2 separate regions of the Mus musculus genome follow, and region 2 is linked to region 1. The links are chromatin contacts, called in public HiChIP or PLAC-seq maps. All regions are on one chromosome and are shown on one strand. Each heading gives the region's core, a stretch centred on a gene start, on an enhancer-like site or on the middle of the called end of the contact. The rest is flanking DNA. Distances are from core to core; before and after follow the strand shown.

Region 1 (6,020 bases), core at 2,879-5,378:
AACATGATTCTGGGAGTTTCTGTTGACAGGGGTTTTGGATGAGGTTGTTATGAACTCAGGATACTGAAGAAAGCGGGCTGGGCTTCCCCAGTGTAAGCAGGTGCATCTCACTGGTTCAGGGAAGTATCATGGTTGTCCAACAAACAGATAAATTATTTTTCACTTTGGAAAAACAAATCAGTCTCCACTGAGATTGTGTGTGTGTGTGTGTGTGTGTTTTGTTTTGTTTTGTTTTGTTTTGTTTTGTTTTGTTTTAGAAAGAGTTTCATGTATCCTAGGCTAGCTTCATACTCACTACATGGCCAATGATGCCCTTGACCTTGTAGTCCTGCCTTTACCTCCTGAGTACTGGAGTTACAAGTATGTGTCTTCATACACAGTTTATGTAATAATGGGCATCAAACTCAGGGACTCTTCTTGCATGCTAAACAAGCATTTGTCTTATGAGGCCAGAGACTGTTCCTGAAGCAAGGATGGTCCTGCATCTCCTCATTACACTGAGCAGACATTCATGCTCTTTCCAAGTCATTTTGGTGGACTGGTAGGGCCTAGCTTCCTATCTCATGTTCTGACTTCTGAAAAACAAAACAGAAAGAATTGGTGATGTCAGAGGAAGACCTGAAAACCCTACAATACACTGTACGTTTCCTTTTTAATTTGGGTACTATGGTGACAAAAATATTAGAATAATACCATTACATTTTCAGATTTTAACTTTTATTTTTGTGTTTGTTTGTGTACATGTGTGTGCAAAAATGTGTGTGGGTGCCCTGGAAGACAGAAGAGGGGATTACATCCCCTGGAGGTAGAGTTACCATTGGTTGTGAGTCAAGTGGTGCTGGTCTTCTGGAAGAGCAGCAAATGCTTGCTCTTGATCCCTGAGCCATCTCTACAGCCCCTCGTTTTTGTAATTGTTCTTTGACAATTTCATACATGCATGCAATACTCTCTCCCACTTCTCCCTGACTGCTTTCTCAGAGGTCCTGAGTTCAATTCCCAGCAACCACATGGTGGCTCACAACCATCTGTAATGGGATCCGGTGCCCTCTTCTGGTGTGTCTCAAGAGAGCAAAAGTGTACTCACATACATTAAAAAATAAAATAAATCTTTGAAAAAATTAGTATTATGGCCTACTTAGCCACAAAAGATGTTAAAAAAAAAACTAATCAAAATGGATGAAAGTACTAGATATAAGAATCAAAAGTCTGACTCTCTGAAGAGAACAGAGATGAAAATGATCTTGGCTTAAGCAATGATTCTTCAAGATGACACCAAATGCTCTCAAGGAAAGAAGACAGATAGTCTTCTATTTCCTTCCTTAAAACTTCTTTTTTGAGCTGTAGACATGGCTCAGCAGTTAAGAGTACCGGCTGCTCTTCCAGGGGTTCTGAGTTCAATTCCCAGTAACCACATGATGGCTCACAACCATCTGGGATCTGATGCCCTCTTCTGGTGTGTCTGAAGAGAGCAACAATATACTCATATATAATAAACAAACAAACAAATAAATAAATCTTAAAAAATTTCTTTATCAAGAGTAAACTTTATTAGAACTTTTGTTTTTGTTTGAGACAGGGTTTCTCTGTGTAGCCCTGGTTGATCTAGAACTCACTGTGTAGACCAGGCTGGCCTTGAACTCACAGAGATCTGCCTGCCTCTGCCTTCCAAGTGCTGGAATTAAAGGCATCTACCACCATGCTCGGCTTTAAGTAGTGATTTTTTAAAAGCAGAGTTCCCATCAAATTAACACTCACTTCAGGGCAAAAATACATTTTAAAAACCTAAAACCCTGACTAATGCACCAAATGGCTGTTTTTATAAGAATGGAATCAGCAGCCAACTCTCTGGTTTCATCTGTATAGTCTATAATATTAAGTAATACGAGCCAGGAAGTGGTGGCGCACACCTTTAGTCCCAGCACTTGGGAGGCAGAGGCAGAGGCAGAGGCAGAGGCAGAGGCAGAGGCAGAGGCAGAGGCAGAGGCAGAGGCAGAGGCAGAGGCAGAGGCAGAGGCAGAGGCAGAGGCAGAGGCAGAGGCAGAGGCAGAGGCAGAGGCAGAGGCAGAGGCAGGTGGATTTCTGAGTTTGAGGTCTACAGAGTGAGTTCTAGGATAGCCAGGGCTACACAGAGAAACCCTGTCTTGGAAAAAAGAGAAAAAAGTACTATGAAGCATTGCTAGGTGGTACAGCCATGCTCACTGGCTACCTCACACAGTTCCAGCAAAGCCGAGCGAGCCAACTGCTGCAATCGATGCTCTTCTAACTCTAACTTTTGGTTTTGTTCCCTGCATGTTGCATTCTTGGGGACTGTATGTGTTATGATTCAGTTTATGTCTTTTCCTGGGGAAAATTATGAATTATGTCTGAGTCTTTAAGAAAAATCCTAAAATTAACTTTATTTGGAAGTCTTCCTTATGCCCTGGAGATCATTAACCACAGATAAGCACATAGCTCCATGAGGCCATTACTCCAGGAATCGGCTTGGGGTATCGGCCCCTGAGCAAACTCACGAAGGATAACTGATGGAGGGCAAACAGACAATTGATGAACTCTGTCCAAAATAGATTACAGATTCAATGTCTCTTTTTTATTATAGGCTTAAAGCTCTCTGAAAATGGAGTTTAAAGACAGGGAGTCATACAGGGCATACCCCTGGAGGAATAAACTCAGTAAACAATTTATATTGACTAAAATAAACATTTTCTACTATGTTTATCATGTTTAATCATGTTTTACATGATAAAACATATAATGAAGTTAGATAGTCATCTTTGCAGCTCATAAAAAGACCAATTCAGATATTTCCTGTTTGTCTGGAGTGCTTTAAAACTGCAAACACTGCCAGCCTACAAGCAGCCTGCCACATAGTAAGTGTGTTTGTTTTGGAGGAGACAGTCTTTAGATTCTTTAAATTGGTGTTATAGGGCAGATAATAAGAATAAAATCTGTTGTTTATATTTTCTATTTGTAACTGAGCTTTTAACCCTGGTTATGTAATGATAAGTCAGACATATTTTGTACTACTGGATAATCATTAGCTTGTCTTTGTTCTGTGAAACTTGTGTAAATAAAGACGCTCTTGGTTGCTAGTCAGTCAGAGCAACAGAAATGGCCTGATCTCTAATAAGTAAGTCAGAGTTACAGAAATGGCCTGATTGCTATCAAGTCAGAGCTGCTAAATTCCCCTAACTATCTGGCTTGGCTTGCCTCACCCTCTCCCCTTGCCTAATACTCATCTTCTCTGTGGGCCAATTTGTCAGCAACAATATTTGAATTCCTTGTCAAACCACAAGTTTTATAGTATTTGGTAGAAAAGACTCATTTAATAATTTTCACAACTGAACCTGGCCCTCAGACTTGGCAGCAAGCACCTTAACTTAGCGGCTGAGCCATCTCATTGGCTCTATTTTTTGAGGTGGAAGTCATGTAGGTCTGGTGCAGGGGGATGGCCTTGAACTTCTCATCCTCCTTTCTCTGCCTCATGAGTGTTGAAATTACTCGCTATGTCCAGTTATATCTCAATGTTAAAGCACAAATGTACATAACTCTATTCATTGCCTTACAAAGCTAGACTCGGATGGAATCGGTTCCTTGGCTAGCAACAGATGCCCTTTTCCCTCTCACCACCATCTCTGTCATGGTGACTCCTCTGGCCTCAATCCTTGGGGCCAGTGAACTTGTTTGAGAGCAGCTTCCCAATAAATTTGCCCTTAAAATATTCTAACCTGACTTGAATTGGCTCATTTTACCGGTGGCGGAAAAATAACCTATTAGTGAGACTTACTTCCGGAAAATGACAATAAAGAGTAGCAGGGAACATGTATGGGGTCAGCGTGCTGCATGCAACCCTCCCATCAGAATGCCCTTTAAATTCAGCCAGGGGTAACTGCAAACACAGCAGCCACAGGACCACAAGGGGGCGCAGAAGCGGAGCACCCGCAACCGCAGGTCTAGGCTCCGCCTCCAGTGTCTAGCCACGCCCACTTTCCTGGGTCTCACCCCTCCCCTTCCGCCCTCTTCCACCTAGGTTTTGGCAATCTCCGGACAGGCAATGAAAAAGGTGGGCGCAGTTGTGCGCAGGCGCAGACAACAGAGTGCGCAGGCGCAGTCCATAGTGCAGTGCTCAGGGCGACGTGGCGGGCGGGAGTACGGAAGCCGCAGGGAGAAGCTGTTCTCACCGCTACTCTGAGCATCTTCCTGCTGCGTGGAGCTACCGCTGACACCATGTTGAAGAAATTCGACAAGAAGGACGAGGAGTCTGGTGAGGGCCCCTTGAAAGACCTGGGGAGGTCAGATCCTCGTAGGGGTTCATGGGACCTTCCTTGGCTTCCTTCTTCCGGGCCTCTGTCAGAGCCAGATCCGAGGCCCAAGAGGGGCAGGGGCTTGTGCGCAGGTCCATCTATATCTGTTCTCGGAGGAAACGTGCTGTTTGCCCTCTCCAGCTCTGGCCAGGATTTCTGCGTGACCTTGTGCGGGTAACACTCCTCTCTGGGCCTCAGTTTCCCCATCTTGTCAGAGGAGGTTCCCAGGCTGGATGTTACCTTGCATTTCACCCGACCTCTTGGTATTTGCTGCGATAATTCTTTGCCTATCTGGGTGTAACCAGTCCTACAGTTAATAACCCTGACCGTTTCATTCATTCAATAAACTACAATTACTGAACATCAGGCACCTCACTGATCATAATATTACAGTAGCTAAAGCAAGTTCGATACTAGATGCCTGCAATAGGAATGTTAGGATGGAGAGCCCAGACAGTAACCAGATAATCGCATGCATAATTTTTTAATGTAATATCTGCTGTCAGGGAAACTCAGTCACAGGTTAGTTAGTGTTGGTTGTCTCCGACACATAGATTCATTTAAGTTCTGGTTGCATAGATCAGTGCCAATTATTGAACCCTAAAATGCTCAGAAAGAATGCTTAGGTGACTGTGAGAGAGCCTTGACGGCCTCTGGTAGATGATAGAGACTTCCTTCTCTCTTCCTCGTGTTTGGCAGGTTTAGGGTCACAGTTCGGGGCTGTAACTCAGTTGATAGAGTGCTTGCTTAGCTTGGGTGAAGCCCTGTGTATGATCCACAGTACCATGTAAACCAGGAGGCCGAGGCGGGAAGATCAGATGCACAAGAGCCGACCTCTGCTACATTTTGAGTTAAAGGCTAGCATGCGATACATGAGAGTCTGTGTCAGCACAGGAAAAAGGAGAAAAGCAGTTCATTCAAGATCACAACCGTAATCAGTCTTCTCTGTGCACTGCAGGTGGAGGCTCCAACCCCCTCCAGCACCTGGAGAAGAGTGCCGTACTCCAAGAGGCAAGTGCCACCATGCCTGTGTCTGGTCAGGAATACCTGCCAGCCCTGCTGTCAGATACTAACATACATGGAGTGCTGGTTTATAAAGCCTGGGTCCAGGAAGATGGGACTTTATTCATTGTATTTGCTAGTGTGGCTAGTATTAGGGCAGCCCAAGGGAAGACTTCTGGTATGGTTAGTAGATAAATTAAGAAAAATAAACTCTTGGGAGCTGGACAGATGGCTCAGCGGTTAAGAGCACTGGCTGCTTATTCTTCCAGAGGTCCTGAGTTCAATTCCCAGCAACCACATGGTGGCTCACAACCATCTGTAATAGGATCTGATGTCCTCTTCTGGTGTGTCTAAGACAGCGACAGTGTACTCGTATACTTAAATAAAATCTTAAATAAATAAATAAACTCTTCCCACTTGAGAATACATTTATGTGGACTGAGTTAATACGTACCCTATGGTTCTCTAGGCCCTTCATGAACTGAGGGGCAGCTGTGGTAGAAAAGTGTACTAGGCTAGAGGTAATGGTTGCTTCTTCACAGGCTCGGGTCTTTAACGAAACTCCCATCAATCCCCGGAAATGTGCTCACATCCTCACCAAGATCCTTTATCTCATAAACCAGGTAACAAGATGAACTTGGCAGGGAATACAGGGGAGGTTGTGTAAATGGAGATGTACCCTTACGCTTTTGACAGCTCTGTGATTGGAACCAACAG
Region 2 (5,629 bases), core at 331-2,830, 230 kb after region 1:
GTAGAAGAGAATAATCTCTTGTTTTGAGGTCACAGAGCAGGTAGCAGGCACTCAATGAAGGCTGTAGCCCCTGGAATGTACCACAGCACTGCGGGGCAGCACCTCTGGCTGCTCTGGTTGTTTTGTGCATGTGGCCTATCCCTTGATTTTCTTGTTGCAAAGTGAATTGGTGTCTCTGGCCCCAGGGCACAGGGTCAGGGAAGAGCTGGGTTTCACCTTGCTATATGGGGTTCGGGTAGGGGTTGAATTGGAGCCTTGTAGCCACTAGAGGGCACTCCAAACCCTGCAAATCCACCCCTGCTTGGGCCTCAGGGTGGACAGAGGGTGGGTGTCTGCATGCAGAGATGGAAGGAGCCTGGATACTGGGGCCTCTCACCCTTCGTCCCTGTTTTGCCCACGTTGGCTGTGGGTGGCCTTGCTGGCCTCACGCTCTGATCTGACGTAGGCTCATCCTGAGATCCAGCGCAGAGGGCTCCGGTGAGGATCAGGGATGAGTGAGGCCCCAGACAGTCACCTTGTTGACAGGTTCACATTCTAGGTTTGGGCCCTTACACCACTGGTTCCTTTCTGACTTCTTCCTGGTGCAGGGATGGGACCCAGAGCTTGGGTGCACTAGGGTACTGAAGCACAGCCCAGCCCCCATTAGTTCCTGCCAGCTACACCCCCTGCAATCATCAGAGTAGAAGTTGTTATTGAGGACACCAGGGAACACTGAGAATGAGAAAGAGCTGAAGAGCTGAAGCCCTCAGCCCTTGCTGTCAGGTACCTATGAGGGCTCTGCACAGCAACAACAACAGAAAGCCAAAATTCATAAAACAAAACAAAATATGCTCTCTGAACCCCCAAGACAGAAAACAGTGGTAGGTCACAAACAGGATCTGTGTGATCAAGAAAGCAGGGGACCCATCTGACTGGGTCAGCACCCCCCCCCCGGGGATTCTGGGTAATCACTGGGGGTTGGGTCCATGGGGGCCAGAATGTTCTGCTGGCCTTGGGCATCAGAGGCAGCAGCCGATAAGTCGAGACTAGGGTTGATGGGCCAGCAGACCACGGTGGCTCTTTGATCCTTGGAGTGATTTACTCAGCAGGAATATGTATGTCACATGAGAGGCTTGTCCTCCCAAGCCTGGCTGCTGGGACAAAGCTGCCCTTTCCTCTTTCCTAGGCTAGCCCGACTCCATGTGGGGTTGTGGGGTCCTAGGTGGCTGTGGTCAGCTCATGAATGGTATGTCAGGAGCTCCAGAGAGCGAGTCCGTGGGAGGTGAGCTGAGTGCTCCAGTGAACAGGCATCCAAGCACAGAGGGCCAACGGAGCAAGACAGGACCCGGGCCTCGGCCCTCACCCTGCTCCACTGGAAGACTCTGGTGGCTGGTTGGGGCCCAGTATGAGTGGGGCCCCCATGAGTGTATGGAGAAGGCCTACCCGGCGTGAAGCTTTCTGTCTCCACACCCAAGCTTATACTTCATCTGCTATCACCTCCCTCCTCCTCTGTCCTTTGGGCCCATTGCAGCACTCCTCTGTAGGCTCCAGGAGGTGCACATGTGTTTTCAATTGTAAAAACAATGCATGCTCATAGCAAGCCTTCAAACTGTCCAGAAGGCACAGAAAAGAGAGCGGAAGCCCCACCTTCCTCCCACTCTCCTACCCACCTAGAGCTTTCTTAGTGGATTCCCTGGAGGGTTTCGTTTTAACTGTATGTCTCTGTGCTCTGCTCCACATCAGCTCCCGTGGCCTGGGCCAGACCCAGATCCACACAGCATGCATTGAAGATGTTGCACAGGATGGCTATGGAGGGGAGGTGTGTGTGACATACAGAGAGAGAGACAGAGAGAGAGTCAGAGAGAGAGAGAGACAGAGAGAGAGAGAGACAGAGAGAATGAGAGACAGTGAGAGAATGTGTGTATGCACGTGTGTGAGTGTGTATGTGTGTGTGTGTGAGAGAGAGTATGTGTGTGTGTATGTGAGTATGTATGTGTGTGTGAGAGAGACAGAGACATAGAGACAGAGTGAGAGAGTATGTATATGCACATGTATGAGTGTGTATGTGTGTGAGAGAGTGAGAATGTGTGAGTGTGTGTATGTATGTGTGTGAACGTGTGTGTGTGTGTGTGTGTGTGTGAATGAGTATGTGTGTGCCTCTCCTTCTTTCCCAATGAGGTTCCTCCCAGCAGCTGAATCTTCCCTGTATGACATTCTGTTAACATTATTACAAGTTAAATTCAGGACGGAATGTGACAGCATATATGTATAATTCCAGAACTGGGGAAGTGGAGGCAGGAGGATTAAGAAGAGTTCAAGAGCATCTTTGACTACTTGTTGAGTTTGAGACTAACCTGGGTTACATAGGACTCTGCCTCAAAACATCAGGTCAAATTAAAACAAAACAAAAGAAATAAAAAAATCAACTTGAATTCAAAGCTGCATATATAGAGTGGCGTAGGCCTGTTGTCCTCGGAAGGAGAGCAAGGCCATTCTGGACTCCAGAATGAAACTCTGTTTCAAAGAAATAAAATCCATGAGTTCGGGTTCAACGTTTAATGTCTGAAGGTATTTGCACATTACTGTCTGTGTCTGGAGTCAGTTCTGATGGACACTAACCTGGTGTACCAAGGCTTCCTGTATATTTTCTCCCATTCTTTCTGTTCCTTTTCCCAGAATTCCCCTTTGGTTCCAGCCTGGCTCCCAAGGTCCTGAGGCTGTGACATCTGTCCTTGGCAACTTAATGAGAAAATGGACACACATGGAAATGGAGACAGACCGTGTCTCTGACCTCCTCAAGGGCACCCATGCCTGTTTGTGCCCTTTGGGACAGCACCTGGCCTGACATTTGGAGTCCCTACTGTCCTTGGATGGGACAGAGGGGAACAGAGGGGACCATCTGCCCACCATAGAGGCCAGAGGACATGCTAACACACTCAGGTGCTGCAGGACAGTCAAGACGGATGGCACTGTCCTCTTCAAGGGTGGCCACTGCTCTGCTCCTGGTTCAGGGCTGAGAAGGGCAGTGGCCTGGGTTGCCAGAGCGGAGTAGAGCTTCTAAGGCAAAGCTGGAAATACAACACACAGTGAAAACCCAAATGCACATAGAGATGGAAATTCAAAACCCAGTCACCGTGGAGCGGGTGAGAGACCCAGGGTCTGGCTTTATGACACTGATTTCTCAGATCACCCTTTCTTCAGAAAAAAAAGGGGGGGGGAGGGCGGGTTTTCCCTTAAGAAGACAGGGATGGGGGCGTTAGATAACCACAGAGCACAGGGAAGGCATTCAGAGAATACATTTTGCTTCGTAGAAAACCCATCTCTTGAGTTTCTGGTTTCCCCACAGCTTAGGAACCTTAGTCAGCCGGAACCTGAGGACTGCAGCGAGTCCTGAATGTAATGGCCCAGCGACTGCCAAACCCAGATATGATACCAGTCTGCCGAAGAATGAGGCGGGGACCCATGCAGGGGAAACCCACGTTCCATCCAGGACAGCAGCCAGGGGCTGATAGGGTTGGAGTCCTGGCCCAGGAGAGGAGGCTCCGGAGCTGACCTGCCTGCCTAGAGAAGCCCCGAGGCTTCCTGGATGTTGGCAGATTACCAGCCATCCTCCTGTATAACATAGCCAGGGCCTGCTCAGGCTTGGGGCCAGCTTGGAACATGACTGAGCGCCATGATGCTTGCTGTGCCTCAAGTCTTGGCATCTTGCCCTGGTAGGCCAACCCAGGCCAGTGTGGGTTGACGTAGCAAGCTGAGCGCAGGAGGCAGGGAGACTGAGCCTTCCTCTTGTCCATTTCTCGCTGACATCTCTTCTGTCCTTTCCCGGTTGTCTCTTCTTGGCCCCTGCTCCCCCATGGGGTATGTCGTGGGAGGCTGTTGACAATTTGAGCATTAATCTCTCTGCCTGGGGCCTCATGGTCAGGTGGCGCTTATCAGGGCCCTGCTCCTGTCAGATGGGCCTTCCGGAGCCCGTGGGTGAGGGGGGCCAGCAGAACCCCTGCTGCAGGGCCTGATGGCTGTCTCACCATCCCTGGGCCTTCACAGCCCCTGCCTCCCCCCGCCACCCCGTGGGCCACCTTCTTTACCACATCAGGATACAGAGCATTGCATGAATTCCGGTCTCAATGGAATTATTTCAGAATTCTGGTCAACCGCAAGCTCGGGGTGTTTCACAAACTATCTATCACTGCTGTGCGGTGGGCAGAACGTGGCCCGGGGGCAAGTAACGGATGCGAGAGGCCCTGTCCACTGCCTGGGGGGTGGCAGTCCCCCACCCCTGGCAGCACCCAGGCCTCTGCTGGCAGATGATACATGGTTCACTAGCCCCCTCCCACCAACCTAGCAGGGATCAGGCTCAGGGTGGGGCTCAGGAGAGGCAGCATATGGCTAGACCCTGTCGTGCCAGAGCTCTGAAATCAGCGTGGGCACAGGAAGCCAGGATTACTGTCCTTAATTAAGGGAGGCTGTGCGGTGCTGTAGACCTGTGGCACTTCCTGGGCTAACCCAGTTATTCCCTTGCCTCTTTCATGGGGACGATCCTAATAGCCTTACTACTGCTAGTGAGGTATTACCTTTGCATGGTAACACACCCAAACACCATCAGGGACTTGTATGGTCCATGCTGCTGCAAAGGTCGCTCCTCTTTTTCCTGGTAAGGGTACATGGTGGTCATATCTGTTTGCATCTCTATCATTATTACTATTATTGTTGTTGTTGTTTTGCTTTTTTGTTTTGTTTTGTTGTGTTTTGTTTTGTTTTTGAGACAGGGTGTCTCTGTGTAGCCCTGGCTGTCCTGGAACTCACACTCTAGACCAGGCTAGCCTTGAACTCAGAGATCCACCTGCCTCTGCCTCCCATGTGCTGGGATTAAAGGCGTGCATCACCACCACTTGGCTCCTTAATTTCATTTTTATTGAGGAATAAATTCAAAAGTGAAAAACTGTTAGCCGAGGCAGCATAAACGCCTGTTCACTCTTCTTTTTCAGTCTCTCTCTGTGTCTGTCTCTGTGTACAGATGTACCAGGCACATCAGGCACATCACACTTGTAGCACATGCTCTTGGGGAATGCTTGACAAACTATGCATCTGGTTCTTTGCTCTCATGGGCCCAAGTGTGATATATATATATAATGCATTGATCTCTGCTCACTACCTGTTTCTGACCTCTGATCTAAAATCCCTTTCTGGCATTTGATCCAATAATATCTATGATCATATGTCTGCATTTCATGATCATAAAAGTGAAGTTTTTTTTTGTTTTTTGGGTTTTTTTTGTTTTGTTTTTTTGTTTTTGTTTTTTTGTTTTTGTTTTTTAAGACAGGGTTTCTCTGTATAGTCCTGGCTGTCCTGGAACTCACTTTGTAGACCAGGCTGGCCTCGAACTCAGAAATCCGCCTGCCTCTGCCTCCTGAGTGCTGGGATTAAAGGCGTGAGCCACCACGCCCGGCTAAAAGTGAAGTTTTAAAAGCTGTTTATTTTTATTGTATGTGCATTCTTCTGTTTCTATGTATGTACAGCACCTCGGGTGCACAGATGCCAGAAGTGACCATCATATCTCTGGGAACTAGAGTTTCAGGTGGTTGTGACCTTGAACTCCTGATCTTCCTGCTTCCACCTCTCGAGTTCAGACGGCATCACTTGTTGGTGCACG

Evidence for each region. HiChIP or PLAC-seq counts read pairs in DNA pulled down with a chosen protein or histone mark.
Region 2: a contact with region 1 is called in an H3K4me3 HiChIP or PLAC-seq map of craniofacial prominence, with 4 times the contacts expected there. The contact joins the enhancer-like site here to the promoter of Copg1 in region 1. A contact is called at or near these places in 2 of 39 promoter capture datasets (embryonic stem cells and macrophages), 2 of 15 datasets of contacts at CTCF or cohesin (embryonic stem cells and large pre-B cells), 54 of 484 Hi-C or Micro-C datasets (B cells, B-cell progenitors, CD4 T cells and 30 more), 28 of 115 datasets of contacts at active chromatin or transcription factors (Th17 cells, acute myeloid leukemia, astrocytes and 16 more) and 4 of 9 other capture datasets (adipose tissue, liver, macrophages and 1 more).

The regions. Positions count from the first base shown.
Region 1 is chr6:87,883,812-87,889,831 of GRCm38.p6, forward strand. It overlaps Copg1 (coatomer protein complex, subunit gamma 1), which reads left to right and starts at 4,129. Exons shown (of 24, transcript NM_017477.2): 1 at 4,129-4,261; 2 at 5,260-5,312; 3 at 5,846-5,926. The coding sequence starts at 4,225.
Region 2 is chr6:88,113,046-88,118,674 of GRCm38.p6, forward strand. No RefSeq gene overlaps it. Among named protein-coding and RNA genes, the nearest start is that of Mir6376, 12 kb to the left of the region's middle. RefSeq lists an enhancer at 3,780-4,338. Within about 2 kb of position 1,581, at least 42 of the 459 cell types and tissues checked have an H3K27ac peak or open chromatin away from gene starts, as enhancers often do. A contact at or near this core is called in bone marrow-derived macrophages, brain, cerebellar granule neurons and 4 more, where this site is marked.